Linked DNA regions of Mus musculus: region 1 is linked to region 2. Evidence: chromatin contacts called from public ChIA-PET data. All regions are on one chromosome and are shown on one strand. The core of a region is the stretch at or near the end of the contact, and the rest is flanking DNA. Distances in the headings are between cores, read along the strand shown. Region 1 holds the start of Sun1 (Sad1 and UNC84 domain containing 1). Region 2 overlaps Adap1 (ArfGAP with dual PH domains 1).

Region 1 (7,000 bases), core at 1,118-3,617, 100 kb before region 2:
GGCTGGCCTTGAACTCAGAAATCCGCCTGCCTCTGCCTCCTGAGTGCTGGGATTAAAGGCGTACGCCACCACGCCCGGCGCCTCCCAAGTTATTATAACTCTTATAAATACCTAGGAAGATGGGCTTCCTCCATCTCTGGCAGAGACAAGTGAATCTCTAAGTTCAAGGCCAGAATAGTCTACATAGTAAATTCCAGGACAGCTAGAGCTACATAGACTCCATCTTAAAACAAAACAAAATAAAACAAAACAAAACCTGGGCTGAAGAGACTGCTTATCAGTTAAAAGCATTTATTGCTCTTTCAGAGGATCCACGTTGTGTTCCCAGCACCCACAAAATCGCTCACAGCCATATGTAACTCAAGCTCTGGGGATCCGATACTTCTTCTGACCTGTGTGGACACCAGGCACACACATACACAATGCAAACAAACACTTATACACATAAAATTAAAAAAAAAAAACAAGTCAAATTAAAAAAGACAAAACCGCTAAATATCCACAAAGACATCTACCTCTGAATGCACAGAAAGCTTTAATCACAACAGTTCTAACTGACAAAATCCAAATGTCCAGCAGCTGGCCCAGGCTTCAGCAAACAATGGGCTCTCTGGCCTGCGGAGCCAGCCAGCTGCCCTGCCAAATCCACCCACTTGACTAATAGTGGACTTCAATGTTTGCCACAAATATCCATGTGGCTCGAAAGCCTCTAACATTTATTACAGAAAAGTCTCTCAACTTGCCAGTGGAAAAAATCAACATATTGTCAAACGCTTGCCATATAAGGAGGTGAGTGTGTGCATCCTGAGTGACTATCACAAGCTGCAGCAGCAGGCTATGTGGGCACATGCCTGTAATCCCAGCACTGGGCTGGAAAGAGAGGCATCCCAAGCCATCAATGGCAACAGACCCTGTCTGTGTGTAGATGTGTGCACATGCATGTGCCTTCACTAGTGTCTTTCCTTAGGAACCACCATCCACCTTGTTTTCTGAGACAGGATCTCTCATTGGGTTGGTTCCCATCAAGTTAAGTTAGTTTGGTGGCCAGCAAGCTCCAGGGATTCCAGTCTCTGCTTTCCAGCACTGAGATGACAAACATACAGCACTAGGCTTTTGGTTTTTTTAAATTCGTATTCTGAGATTGAATTCAGGTCTTTACGCTTACAGTGCAAACATTTTACTAACTAATCCATCTTCCCAGCTCCAGACCCTTTCTAAAAAGTGTAAAACCAGCCAGGCATGGTGGTAAGTGCTACTGGTCCCAGTGGAGGCAGGCAGAGCTACATAGCAAGTTCCAGGGCAGCCAGGACTACATGGAGACCCTCTCTAAAAAAAAAAAAAAAAAAAATTAATTAATTTTTTTAAAATGTAAAAGCCAAGGTCTGGAAGGATGGCTCAGCCATTAAGAGCACTTGCTGGTCATTCGGGGACTGTAGTTTGGTTGCCAGCATCCCCTTTTGGCAGCTCTGGGGCATTTGAGACCTTTGTAGGCACACACACACACACACACACACACACACACACACACACATTCATCATCCACTTAAACAGACATACACACAAACACACTTTTAGAAAAGAGTGAAAGCTAGCCAGCTGCCTGTGGCATATGGTAGTAATCTCAGTGCTTGGGAGGATAAAGCAGGAGGATTGTGGCAAACTGGAGGTCAGTCAGGGCTATGTCGTGAATTCTAGGCCACAGTGAGACAGTTAAAAAAGGAAAAACCAAGAGGGGCGTGGTGGCACACGCCTGTAAGTCCTGCTTCGCAGAGGCTGGCTTATCTCTGCGAGTTCAACGCCAGTCTGGTCTACAGTAGAGTTTTAGGGCAGTCAAGGTTACAGAATAAAACCCTGCCTATAAACAAAACAAATGCAATTCAAGGTTTTGCAAAACTGCGCAAGTGAGAGAGGGCCTGGTGGGTGGAGTCCCCAGGAGAAAAGGCTCTGGCTTCCAGCCCGCAGGGCAGGGCAGGGCAGGGCGTCGGAGGTTTCCTGCAAACGCTACGCGGGGACAACTGAGAAGAGGATGTGTTTGGGAGCCCACTGCTCCTTCAGCAGGAGTCGGATCTTCTGGGCCCACTGAAGCCCTGCCTGGAACTCAGCGCGCGCGTGCGCCTCTGCACAGAATCCTAATTCTAACGCCACCGGAGAGGAGCAGCCTCCCTAGGTGCGGCCCCTCAAGTCCCAGCGCGCCCGCTCCGCCCACTGACGCCACACGTCCCGCCCTTTCCCCGCCCCCCGCAGGGCCGTGGCGGGTCAGCGGCCTCCCCATTGGCCTGGAGCTTCAGCAGGCGCGCTTGGGATTGACGGACGTTCGCGTCGCTCCCGCCTCCGATCCCGGCGCGGCGCGCGATTGGCTGTAGATGTGGGGAGTCTTCGGTCCCGGGCCTGGGCGGTGCGGACGAGGCCTGAGGCGGCGGCGCGAGGCAGGTGAGCTGCGGCCAGCGGGCTGTAGGGGACGAGTAGGCGGGTGGGCGCTGCGGACTCCTCTCGGGTACTAGGGACTGTCTCAGGGCGGGCCGGGATGTAGGTTGCAGGGATGGCCCCAAGTGGGAACCGCCAACTGGCCACGACGCGCGTGACGCCCTTCGCGTTGCCAGGCCGCGCGCGCCCCGGCGCCCTGAGTCCAGTTGTCTCGTGTGCCCGGGCACTCTGGTTCCCCTTCGCCCCGGACCCCTGCGTGTTGGGTTCCGGGGTCTCCTGCCACCCGTCGAGGCGCACCCACGCAGGCGCCATCCCCGGGGCGCTCCCTTCTGGGGCACAGGTGTTGTAGGTGCGGCGATGGGCGCGGGCCCGGTAGCGAGTCCCTGGCCTGCACACCCTGCCACCAGCTTGTTATCCCGTGTTAGTTGCCTTCGCCCCCAGCCCGGCACGCAGGACGGTACCAAAGCTGGCCCGCTGGAGCTTTTTTGGATGCAGCCGGGGGGACCCGATGCAGTCAGCCCGGCGAACTTTGGTGCTCCCCGCTGTGTAGAGTGAAGTGTAGTCCTGCGGTGTGCGCTTCGCGCCTCCTGGACCAAATACTAATTAGATTTTACCATTCCGTCCATTGCACCGGTGTCGAATTTTAACCTGACTGTTCATACATTTTAGATCTCTCCTAAGGTCTTTTCTTTTTTCTTTCTGCGTCCCAACCTCATGTTCCTTTTCGGTCCTTTGTTTGTGTCAGGAGACAGGGTCTCATTTACGTACTTCTGACTGTCTCGGCTGTGTAGACCAGGCTGGTCTCACAAAGATCCAGACTGTGTCTGCTTCCTAAGTGCTGGGGTAAAAGGGATGTGTGCAACTAAGCTGGCATCTTGAAACAGGTCCTCAGATAGCCCAGGCCCGCCTAGAATTGACTATATAGTAGAAGATGATCTTGAGTTCCTAACCCTCTTGCTTCCACGTACCTAGGATTAGATCACAGGTGTGCACAGCCCTGTGGGTCCAGCCCTGGGTATGTTCTTGAGCAGAGTTGCAGTAATTTCTGGTTCTTCTCTCTTTTGGTTTCCTCGGCCAGGCCAGTCTTGAACTCTTTGCTTTTTCGAGACAGGGTTTCTCTATACAGCTCTGGTGATCCTGGAACACCCAGAGATCCACCTGCCTCTGAACCCAAGTGCTGGGATTGAAGGCGTGTGCCACCACTGCCCGGCTCAGGCCGGCACTTTTATAGCGTGCAGGCTGTGGAGAACTCTACCCAGGCTGTGGGGACTGGGCATGAGTCTATGCTCTAGTCACCAGAGGGTCTGATAGGATCGTCTGCCCTACCTTTTTGGTCGTTAGGTTTTTGTTGGGGGTAGGTCTTTGGTAGCTCCAGCAGGCTCTTAGTTGCAATCTGGGTGCTGTGCTTCCAGCTCCCCAGTGCTGGGGTCACAGGTGTGTGGTCCCATGTCCTCACTGGAGAGTTGGGCCAGAGATTTGGAGAGGTACTTTTTATTTCCCGAAGGTTGGCGGCCTCAGTTTATTTATTTACCCTTTGTTTTTCCTGGGAGAGAGCAGAAAGGGGATGAATGTGAAAGCCAGCTGCTGTGTGTGCTTGCGTGCGTGCATGCGTGGGTGGGTGGGTGACTCCCCTTTTAACTGTATACAGCGTTATGCAACTATCACCATTATCTAGTTCCACGGCTTTTCACCACCTTAAAGGTAAAGCCAGAGCCCACCCGCTTTCCTCCTCCCTGTCCGTTAGCTTCTGCTTACAGCCTGTGTGTGCGCCTGTTCTAGTTAACTCATTTAAGGCTCATCCGTGCTGTGTAGCATGTGCCCCTACTCTATTACTTTCTGTGGCTGAATTGTTTCCCACTGTATGGACCTATTAAATATTTAACAAATACTTTCTATCACATTTTATTCACATGAATGTTTGCTGAGGTCAGGGGACAATTTACTGGAGTCACTTGTTTCCTTCGCCTGTGTAACTCCTGGGGGGGACTAAACTCAGGTCATCAAGTGTGGTCGCAGTCACACTGAACCTCCTCGAAGGCCTTATTAAATCCTCTTTATCCACATCAGTGGATTTAGTGCTGCCAGGAACATGGGAACAAGTTTGTGTTTGAACACCTGTTTTCGTGTGTGTGTGTGTGTGTGTGTGTGTGTGTGTGTGTGTGTGAGAGAGAGAGAGATTGTGGAGGCCTAAGGTTGATGTAGGGTGCCTATCTCAATCATTCTCTATCTTTGTTTTTAATCTTTTTTTTTGTGTTTTGTTTTTTGTTTTCTTCAAGACAGGGTCTCACTTTGTAGTTCCAGCTGTCCTGGTTCTGTAGACCAGGCTGGTCCCTGAACTCAAAGATTCTCCTGCCTAAACCTTCCAAATTCTGGGATTAAAGGCGTGCAGCACCTGCTTCCTTAATTTTTAATTTTTAAAACAGTGTCTCTCACTGGAACTTAATTCTTTTTTTTTTTTTTTTTTTTTTTTGGTTTTTCGAGACAGGGTTTCTCTGTGTAACCCTGGCTGTCCTGGAACTCAGTCTGTAGACCAGGCTGGCCTCGAACTCAGAAATTCACCTGCTTCTGCCTCCCAAATGCTGGAATTAAAGGTGTGCACCACATTGCCTGGCAATTTTTGTGTTTCTGACTCTTTACTGGCTAGGCCATGGTTCCAGCCCCTGAACACCTGTTTTTAGTTCTTGGAGTATAGACCTAGGAGTAGACTTGCTGGCTCACATGGTAAGTCTATGTTTAATTCTGTGCGGAGCATCCAGTCTGCTTTTCCGCAAAGCTGAATGTTTTACACTCCCACCCACAATGTGGGAGACGGCCCACTTTGTCCATATCTTTCCTAATGCTTGGTTTCCTTCCGTCCACCCACTCACCCCATCTCAGTGAAGTATATCTTTGACTTTGGTCTGCATTTCCCAGATGACACAGGGATGTGTGTGAATTTTTGTTTTAGGTCCTCATTGGCCGTCTGTATGTCTTTGGAAAGATGCCTGTTCTGCCCTGTCCCAGTCCATGTGCACATGTGCATGTGTGTAGACCAGGCTGACTTGGAACACATGGTCTACTTGCCTCTTCCTCCCAAGTGCTGGGATTAAAAGTGTGATCCATCATGCTTAGCCTGTCCCTGTCTTTTAGTTAGGTTGTCTTGATGATTTGTGAAAGTTGTTAATACATTCCAGATACACATACCTGACTCACAAGTACCACCCCACCTCTATCTACATCTCTCTTTGAGGTAGCATCTCACCATAATCTCAGACTGATTTCAAAGTCATGATCCTTCTGCCTCAGCCTCCTGGGTGCTAGTATGACTGGTGTTTGCTTCACCTTTGACTCCTCCCCTAATTATTATTTGTGTGTGATATGTATGGGCATGTGTGTGTATAGTCAGAGGCCAATTTTGTGGATTAAATTCTCTTTCACTTTCCATTGGTCCTGGGGATGAACTCTGGGCATCAGGCTTATGTTGCAAATGCTTTAGCCATTGAGCCATTTGCCAGCGGTGGTCATCTTTTTGATAGTGTTTGTTGTGCTGTTGTTTATTTGTTTGAGGCAGGGTGTCATTGTATAGCCTTAGCTGGCCTGGAACTCACTCTGTACACCAGGCTGCCTCAAATTTAAGAGACTTCTCTGCCCGTGCCTCTTGGGCATTTTTAATGCTTGAAGTAATAAAGTTCTGTTTTCTTTAGGTGGGTGTATTGCAAACCCTAGGTCATGAAGACTTGTCTTTTTATGTCCTTTGTAAAAGTTTGATAGTTTTTGTGGTTCTGTTTAGGTTTTTGATCTGTTGTGAGTTCATTGTGGGCTATGATGTCTGAGGATCTGACTTAATTCTTTCCATAGAAGCTCAACCGTTCTAGCAGCATTTGCAGAAAGAGACTTTCTTCCCTTGTCAGTTGGCTTCAGAAGGAAGGTTAACCTTTGACCCTGTATACTTTCTGTTGGAATATGTCTGCCTGTATGTCAGGGCTGTTTGGCCTGCAGTGGATTTCTCAGCTCAGCTCCTTTTTCCAGACTTACCTGTTCTCTGGAACCTTCTGCAGTTCTGTGTAAATGAGGAACGGCTTTTCCGGGGTTTGCAGAAATGGTCCTGGGATAGTGACAAGGGTCACAGCACATCTGTATAGCCTTTGGGCAGCATTGCTTGTCAGGATAGTGAGTCTTTCTGTTCTTGGACTTTTTACATTTCCTTGTGGCATTCAGTGCCCAGTTCTGCCCTTGGGAGGTTAAATTGATTCCCAAGGCCTTTTCTTGCCTGTACGGTTGGAAGGAATTCTCAGTTCCACTTAGCCCTTGTTCATTGCTAGCATGAGAAGCACAGCTAGCTTTGTGTGGCTGTGCATCCTGCCACTTTGCTGAATTTGTTAGCTTTAGGCTATTCTGTCTATGAACTCCTGTCAGCTGAGAGTAAAGGTTGCCTCACTGTTACTGTTACTGTCTTTCCGGTCTGTACCCCTTTTCTCCCCTTGTCTTGAGTAGTTGCTCTGGCTTGAATTTTGTGAGATCCACTGCTGTCTTGTCCTTTTCCTTCCTGCACTTGGGAACATTAAGTCTTTTCGCCTTCAGGTGTGATGCTGCCTGT
Region 2 (7,402 bases), core at 804-3,303:
ACCACCAGGAGCATCCAAGAGGCCCAAGGTTCGCTTAGGACCCCGAGAAGGGACCTTGATAGCTCCCCAGTGCTCTAAGGCACACCCAGAAGCTACAAGCATAAAACCACGATGGTGGTTCATGCCTGTTTTCTAGTACTCAGGAGGCTGAGGCAGGAGGGTGAGGAGTTACAGGCTAGCTTAGGCTACCTACAGATCAAGATGCTTCTATAAAGGGAAAACAGGTAGATAGATAGATAGATAGATAGATAGATAGATAGATAGATAGATAGATACATACATACATACATACATACAGACATACAGACATACAGTCATACATACAGTCATACAGTCATACATACAGTCATACAGTCATACAGTCATACATACATATATACATACAGTCATACATACATAAATGGATAGAGGCCAGGTAGTAGAGATAGCCAAGGCCCTTCTCACTGGGCTCCTGAGGGCCTGTCCCATAATCTTTCCCCAAATACTAAAAGTCTCAGTCCCCTCTGAGTGTCCCATAGGCCCGCCCAGTGCCACCCAGGGCCAGGCCCAGTGCTGTTTACCAGCTCCTGACAGAGGCCTTTCTGTACTCACTGGCAGTCGGAGAACGTGGGCCGGTAGTAGAAGGGCGGTACTTTGGACTCAAATGTGGCTCTGGCAGCCTCGTTCCCATGAGATGCCATGAACTGCAAGAGAGAGGAGCATGGTCAGAGCCAGGGACCCCTGGATCCTGGGACAGTGGTGGCTTCTGGGTAACTGCTCCCCTTTAGGCCACTGCAAGGTCATCTGACCCAGAATGTTGCCCTTGGGATGGAACTCCTAGATCCATCCTGTCTCAGGATGGGCTCCCAGTAAGCAGGGAAGAATAGGATATAAAAGGAGTGCCCTAAAGAAAAGGCCCAGAAGGGCCAGTGATGTGGCCCAGCAGGTTAAAATACCTTCCACACCAACCAAATGATCCAAGTTCAATTCCTGGTCCTGTGGTAGAAGAAGTGAGCTAAGTCTTGAAAGTTATCTTCTGATGACCACAAGTTCAGTATGGCATGTGTGAGCTTGCACTTATCCACATACCATACAGGGATTTACACACACAATAATAAAATGCATTAAATTCAGGGGTCAATGATGTAGCTCAGTGTCACCAAGCCCAAAAACCTGAATTAGATCCTTGGAACCTACACAAGAGAGGATCAACTCCTGGATGTTGTCCTCTGACCTCCACACATGCCATGCGCATGTGTACCCTCACACATACACATATGCACACACAAACCCACAAGTATATAACTGTAGTAACATTTTAAAAGCAACTCATATACCTGCAAGATAGCTCAGTGAAGAAAGGTGCTTGCTGTTTATTAAATTAAAAATTAAAAACAACCTTCAGGGGTTGGAGATGGAGCTCAGCAGCAGAGCCCCTGCCTAGAATCCCCCAGGGAGGGGCTGGGGTGTGGCTCAGTGGTAAAGCCCCTGCCTAGAATCCTCCAGTGAGAGCTGGGGGCGTGGCTCAGTGGTAGAGTCCCTGCCTAGAATCCCCCAGTGAGGGGCTGGGGGTGTGGCTCAGTGGTAGAGCCCCTGCCTAGAATCCCCCAGTGAGGGGCTGGGGTGTGGCTCAGTGGTAGAGCCCCTGCCTAGAATCCCCCAGTGAGGGGCTAGTGATATTAGACTCCAGAATCCATAACTGATACTGAAATAAAACAACAAAACAAAACCTCAACTCTCAAGGTGAGGTGATTCAGCTGTTAAAGTTCTTGTCTCATAAATGTGATAGCTTGACCCCATGTAAAAAGCTGATGCCGAGACATTCCCTGGTAACCCAGCAATGTCAAGATAGAAAGCAGAGAGACACGTGCAAGATCAGTGGCCAGTTTGCTTAGCCTATTGGCAAAGTTACAAGCCAACAAGAGGCTCTATTACAAAGAGCAGAAGGTGCCTGGGAAGGTGCGACACCCAAGGCTGTCCTCTGACCTCTGCACACGCTTGCACCTGTACACGCATATGCACTAGGTGACAAGCAGTCGCTCTCTGAGTCTGTCTGAGTATGCTGTAAACCACAAGAAAGGCTGATCAGTTTGACTAAGCCATGACAAAAAAAAATTTCCATGTCAAAAACCACCATGAGTAAAACCAAGACACTTGTGAAAATCTATTTTCTATGAGCCTGCTTCTTGGTTGGGCGAGTTTCCTGAACAGGTCAAAAAACCCCAAGAGGGTAAAAGCAATGAAGATGGCAGGGCCGCTAAGAGCAAAGAGCAAAGAGCAAGCTGAGGATAGAAAAACTCTCTCAGCCACCGGGCAGTGGTAGCGCACGCCTTTAATCCCAGCACTTGAGAGGCAGAGGCAGGCAGATTTCAAAATTTAAGGCCAGCCTGGTCTATAGAGTGAGTTTGAGAGAGAGAGAGAGAGAGAGAGAGAGAGAGAGACAGAGACAGAGACAGAGACAGAGACAGAGAGAGAGAGAGAGAGCAAAGCTCTCTCAGAACCTTCAGCTCAAGATGAGGACCCAACTTCCCCAGGAAAAGCATACACCACTAGGTCCACACAGGTGCACCAGCTGGGATGTGGCGCAACCTCTTCTACTTTCGCTGGAGTCCTCTATGGCGGGATCCGGCAAGACTCTCCCGAGCTGCCAAGCTGCCTAGCCTCGGACCTTCCACCTCCACCTCCAAGAATGTAGGTCAACAGTGAGTTCCCAGAAGCACAAATGTCACACTGAGAAGCAGCTTGGGGGACCCAATCATTACAGAGAGATAGGACTGAAAGTAACCCGAGGCTGGCCATCTTTGTACTCAGGAGGCTGAGGCAGGAGGATTGTGAGTGTGAGATTGTTCTGGGTTATAAAGAGAGACTGTGTCTTAAAACTGAAAGAGAAAAAGAAGTAGGGTGTGGTGATGTAGATGTAAGGTCGGCACTCTGAGGTGGAGGCAGGAAGATCAAGGTTCAAGGTCATCCTTAGCTACATAGTGAGGTAGAGCCAGCCTGGGCTACATGAGACCCCTGTCTTTCACAACCTAAAAAGGGGACAAAGAAGAAAGATAAAAAGAAACAGGAAATAGAAGGGGAAAGAAAGAATGATCTAAGTGTGTCCATGCAGAGACAGCGAGCAAGGTCCACATACTCTAGAGACCATGGCAGAATACAGGAAAGACAAAGCAGTCCCTATATGTGGGTTAAAGACACGCATGAGCATACAGACAGACATTTTCCAAAGGAAGCACAAAGCACTGGTCACTGGCGGCCTCTGGGGTGAGAAGCCAAAACCAGGGGAAGGGGGGGCTCTCACACTGTCAATCCTCCGCTGAGCCTGGCAAATGTGCCCCCATGCACAACAGTAGCAGATTATTAAAACACACCAAATAGCAGGCAGGCTCGGTAGTGATGCCAGTCATCCCAAGTACTCATAAGGTTGAGAAAGGAAGACTGTAAGTACCAGGCCAGCTACAGAGTGAGATTCTGTCATTTCAGTGTGTGTGTGTGTGTGTGTGTGTGTGTGTGTGTGTGTGTGTGTGTGTGTGTGTGTGTTTGAGACAGGGTTTCTCTGGACAACAGAGCCTTGGTTGTCCTGGACTTGTTCTGTAGGCCAGGCTGGCCTCAAACCCACAGAGATCTGCCTGCCTCTGCCTCCCGAGTGCTGAGATTAAAGGCATGAACCACCATGTCTGGCTATTTCACTTTTTAAAAGTCGGGGACTCCATACTGTAGCCCTGGCTGGCCTGGAGCTTGTTGTGTAAATAAGGCTGGCCTTGAACTCAGAGATCTGCCTGCCTCCGCTGAAATCAAAGGTGTGCACCACCACGTTCAATTTTATTTATGTTTGTTTGTTGGTTTACTGTGTTTCCGTGCCCACATGCTACAGCTCACACACAGAGGTGAGTGTCGACCTGGAAGTCAGTTTTCTTCCTCCACCATGTGGGTCCCAGGGACTGAACTCAGAGATAGGGCTTCTCTGTGTAGCCCTGGCTGTCCTGGAAATCATTCTGTAGACCAGGCTGGCTTCCAACTCAGAGATCCTCCTGTCTGTGCCTCCCGAGTGCTGGGATTAAAGGCGTGCGCCACCACCTCCCAGTACAGAAAAAAACTTTTTAAAAGATATTAGACAAAAAAAATCTTGAAAAAAGTAAGTCAAGAATGGTGACACACACTCACTATCCCCAGAGACAGGAGGATTAGGAGTTCCAAGTCAGCCTTGGACACATCACAAGTTCCAGGCTGGCCTGCACATGAGACCCTGTCTCTGAAACCCAACCAAACAACTGAAGAACACTGAGAACAGTATACAAGCCTTGAAATGTGAAAGACTGCAGAGAGTGCTGGAAAAGTAGGAGTACCATCCTCTGGGAGGGGGCCTGTGGTCCAAGCCCAGACTCCTCCAAGAGCCTGGGAACTGGCCTAGGCTGACGTTCCCTTTCCTAGTCAGAGTCAGGCCTGGCCAGAGACAACAGCATCTTATCATTGTGTCTCTGCTGGTACTGCCTCATGGAATCACTGGACCAAGGCCAGTCTGCCCTTAACACAAAGATTGAGACCCTCTTCTTCTCTAGGACAGTGAAGAGGGTGACTTGGAAGATTACCAAGTCTAACTGCCTAGAATCCCCCAGGGAGGGGCTGGGGGCGTGGCTCAGTGGTAGAGCCCCTGCCTAGAATTCCCCAGTGAGAGGTTGGGGGCGTGGCTCAGTGGTAGAGCCCCTGCCTAGAATCCCCCAGGGAGGGGCTGGGGGTGTGGCTCAGTGGTAGAGCCCCTGCCTAGAATCCCCCAGGGAGGGGCTGGGGTGTGGCTCAGTGGTAGAGCCCCTGCCTAGAATTCCCCAGGGAGGGGCTGGGGCATGGTTCAGTAGTAGAGCCCCTGCCTAGAATCCCCCAGTGAGGGGCTGGGGGCGTGGCTCAGTGGTAGAGCCCCTGCCTAGAATCCCCCAGGGAGGGGCTGGGGCATGGTTCAGTAGTAGAGCCCCTGCCTAGAATCCCCCAGTGAGGGGCTGGGGGTGTGGCTCAGTGGTAGAGCCCCTGCCTAGAATCCCCAGGGAGGGGCTGGGGTGTGGCTCAGTAGTAGAGCCCATCATCCCAGCTAGGAATATGCTTCCCCAACCTGTCAGTGTTTGTTCACACTCTATATGGGGATCTGTCCTATGCTGGCCACACACTCTGCCACACTAACAGCATCCCAGCAGCTACCCTGTGTCCTGGGCCTGTGTTCACACCCATTTCCCACCCCTGCCTTCCCAGAGGGCAGCAATGCCTATTCCTTGCTCAGCTCCCCAAGCCAGCCACACAGTATGTGCCCATGTGAGGTGAATAGATAGATGTATGTAGGTATGGGTGCATGCATGGAAGGATGGGGGTGAATAGAAAGGCAGGTGGGTAAATGTATGGAGTTATAGATGCATGAATGGATGGATACATAGCTGATGAATGAGTGGATGGGTGGGTAGATGAATATATAGGTGGATATATATATATATGTATGTGTGTGTATATATATATATATATGTATATATATATATATATATATATATAGCTGGGTGGGAGGATGAATGGAGGGATAGTTGAATGTAAGGATAAATTGATACATGGATGAGTGGATGAGTAGGCAGATGGATGGGTGGATGAAAAGATGGATAGACAGATGCCTGGTTGGTTGGCTAGATGAACTGATGAGTGGGTGGATGGATGGATGGATGGATGGATGGATGGATGGATGGATGGATGGATGTGTGGACGGATGGATAGGTAGGTAGATGGATGAAGAGTGTGGGTGGATGGATGGGTCGATAGCTAGATGGAAGAATGTGGGTGGATAGATGGACAAATGCTTTGATTTTTGTTACCACGTGGCTCCTCAAAGGATCAGCCATGAAACCGTCAGTTTCAGCCAGCCCAAGTTTCCTTAAAGCTTGTGCTCTATGCCACAGCCTATGACAGCCCAGACCCTGAAGGGGCCCATTGCCTGGAGATGAAGGAGCTAGGGTCATCCCCATATATGGACACAGGGTACCCATGCCCCTCTCTCCATCCAGTGCCCCTCTCCTGACTCATACCTCAACTTGGGCCTCATCCCAGGCATCCAGACGGACTGACTTCACCTTGCTGACCTGGGGGATGTTCCGGTGGATCCCAGAGCAGCTCAAACAGATGAACACACCCAGGGTGTAGGACGCCCAGTCAGGATCTAGAAGGGAAGGGCAGAGGTCAGGGAAGCTCACCTAGGAGTCCAGAGCACGCCCATGAGGAAAGTCAGGTCAGGAAGGTAGGACATAGAATCCAATAGAGGGCCATGACAGGGGGTGGCGGTGATAGAACTGAGGGCTTGAGCACACTGGACCAGAGCTCTACCACTGAGCCAAAGCCTAGCCACTCACCAGGGCAGCAGTTCTCAACCTGTGGGCCATGACCCCTTTAGGGGTTGAACTGGGGTCACATATCAGATATCCTATGTATGAAATATTTACTATTTATAGCCATAGCAAAATTACAGTTATGAAGCAGTAGTGAATAATTTTATAGTTGGGTGGGTCACCACAATATGAGGAATTGTATTAAAGGGTCATATCATTAAGAAGGTTGAGAACCACTGCACTAGGGCATTCTAGGCAGGGGCTCAACCACTGAGCCACGCCCCCAGCCCCTCCCTGGGGGATTCTAGGCAGGAGCTCTACCACTGAGCCACGCCCCCAGCCCCTCACTGGGGGATTCTAGGCAGGGGCTCTACCACTGTACCACACTACCAGATCTCTTTACCTTTTATTTTGAAACACAGTCTCAGTAAGCTACTGAGGATGGACTAGAACTCATTCTGTAACCCAGGAATACCCTGAACTTTTTGACTCTCTTACTTCAGCCTCCCAAAATGCTGAGATTACAGGCCTGAAAATCCTGCACCAGTTAAGAATCTGTAAAAAACTGTTTTTTAATTACATTCTTTCTTTTTTTAAATTTTAACAGTCTTCTGTGTGTGAGTGTTTTGCCTGCACGTGTGTGTACTTTGTGTGTTCCTGGTACCCAAGGAGGCCAGAAAAGGGTCTTAGATCTGGAACTGGAGTTACAGATGGCTGTGAGCTGCCGTGTGAGTCCTGGGATTAAGATCTGGGTCCTTCAGAAGAGTTGTGAGCGCCCGTAACTGCTGAGCTAGCACTCTGGCTCTCGGTTATTTACTTGTGTATATATTTATGTGAATGCATGTGAGTCTTGTGCCATGGTGTGGAGGTCAGAGGACAACTTGTGGGGGTCAATTCTCTCCTCCCACAATGTGGGCCCTGGGAAATTAAACTCAAACCGTCAGGTTTGGTAACAAGTGACTACCCACTGAGCCATCTTGCCAGGCCAGAATGTCTAATTATTTAAAAGACTGATGTAGTCAAGAGTTGACAAGGATGCAGACCGTCTGGGATGCTTATGTGTTGGGATAGGAATA

Evidence for each region. ChIA-PET counts read pairs in DNA pulled down with a chosen protein or histone mark.
Region 1: an RNA polymerase II ChIA-PET map of memory CD8 T cells shows a contact between it and region 2, with 88 read pairs. The contact joins the promoter of Sun1 here to the enhancer-like site in region 2. A contact is called at or near these places in 7 of 115 datasets of contacts at active chromatin or transcription factors (CD8 T cells, the SCID.adh cell line, effector CD8 T cells and 2 more) and 3 of 9 other capture datasets (adipose tissue, liver and pancreatic islet).

Annotation. Positions count from the first base shown.
Region 1 is chr5:139,198,270-139,205,269 of GRCm38.p6, forward strand. It overlaps Sun1 (Sad1 and UNC84 domain containing 1), which reads left to right and starts at 2,368. Exons shown (of 23, transcript NM_024451.2): 1 at 2,368-2,430.
Region 2 is chr5:139,301,713-139,309,114 of GRCm38.p6, forward strand. It overlaps Adap1 (ArfGAP with dual PH domains 1), which reads right to left. Exons shown (of 11, transcript NM_172723.4): 2 at 6,030-6,160; 3 at 592-683. Among named protein-coding and RNA genes, the nearest start is that of Adap1, 20 kb to the right of the region's middle. Within about 2 kb of position 2,054, at least 64 of the 459 cell types and tissues checked have an H3K27ac peak or open chromatin away from gene starts, as enhancers often do. A contact at or near this core is called in CD8 T cells, the SCID.adh cell line, effector CD8 T cells and 1 more, where this site is marked.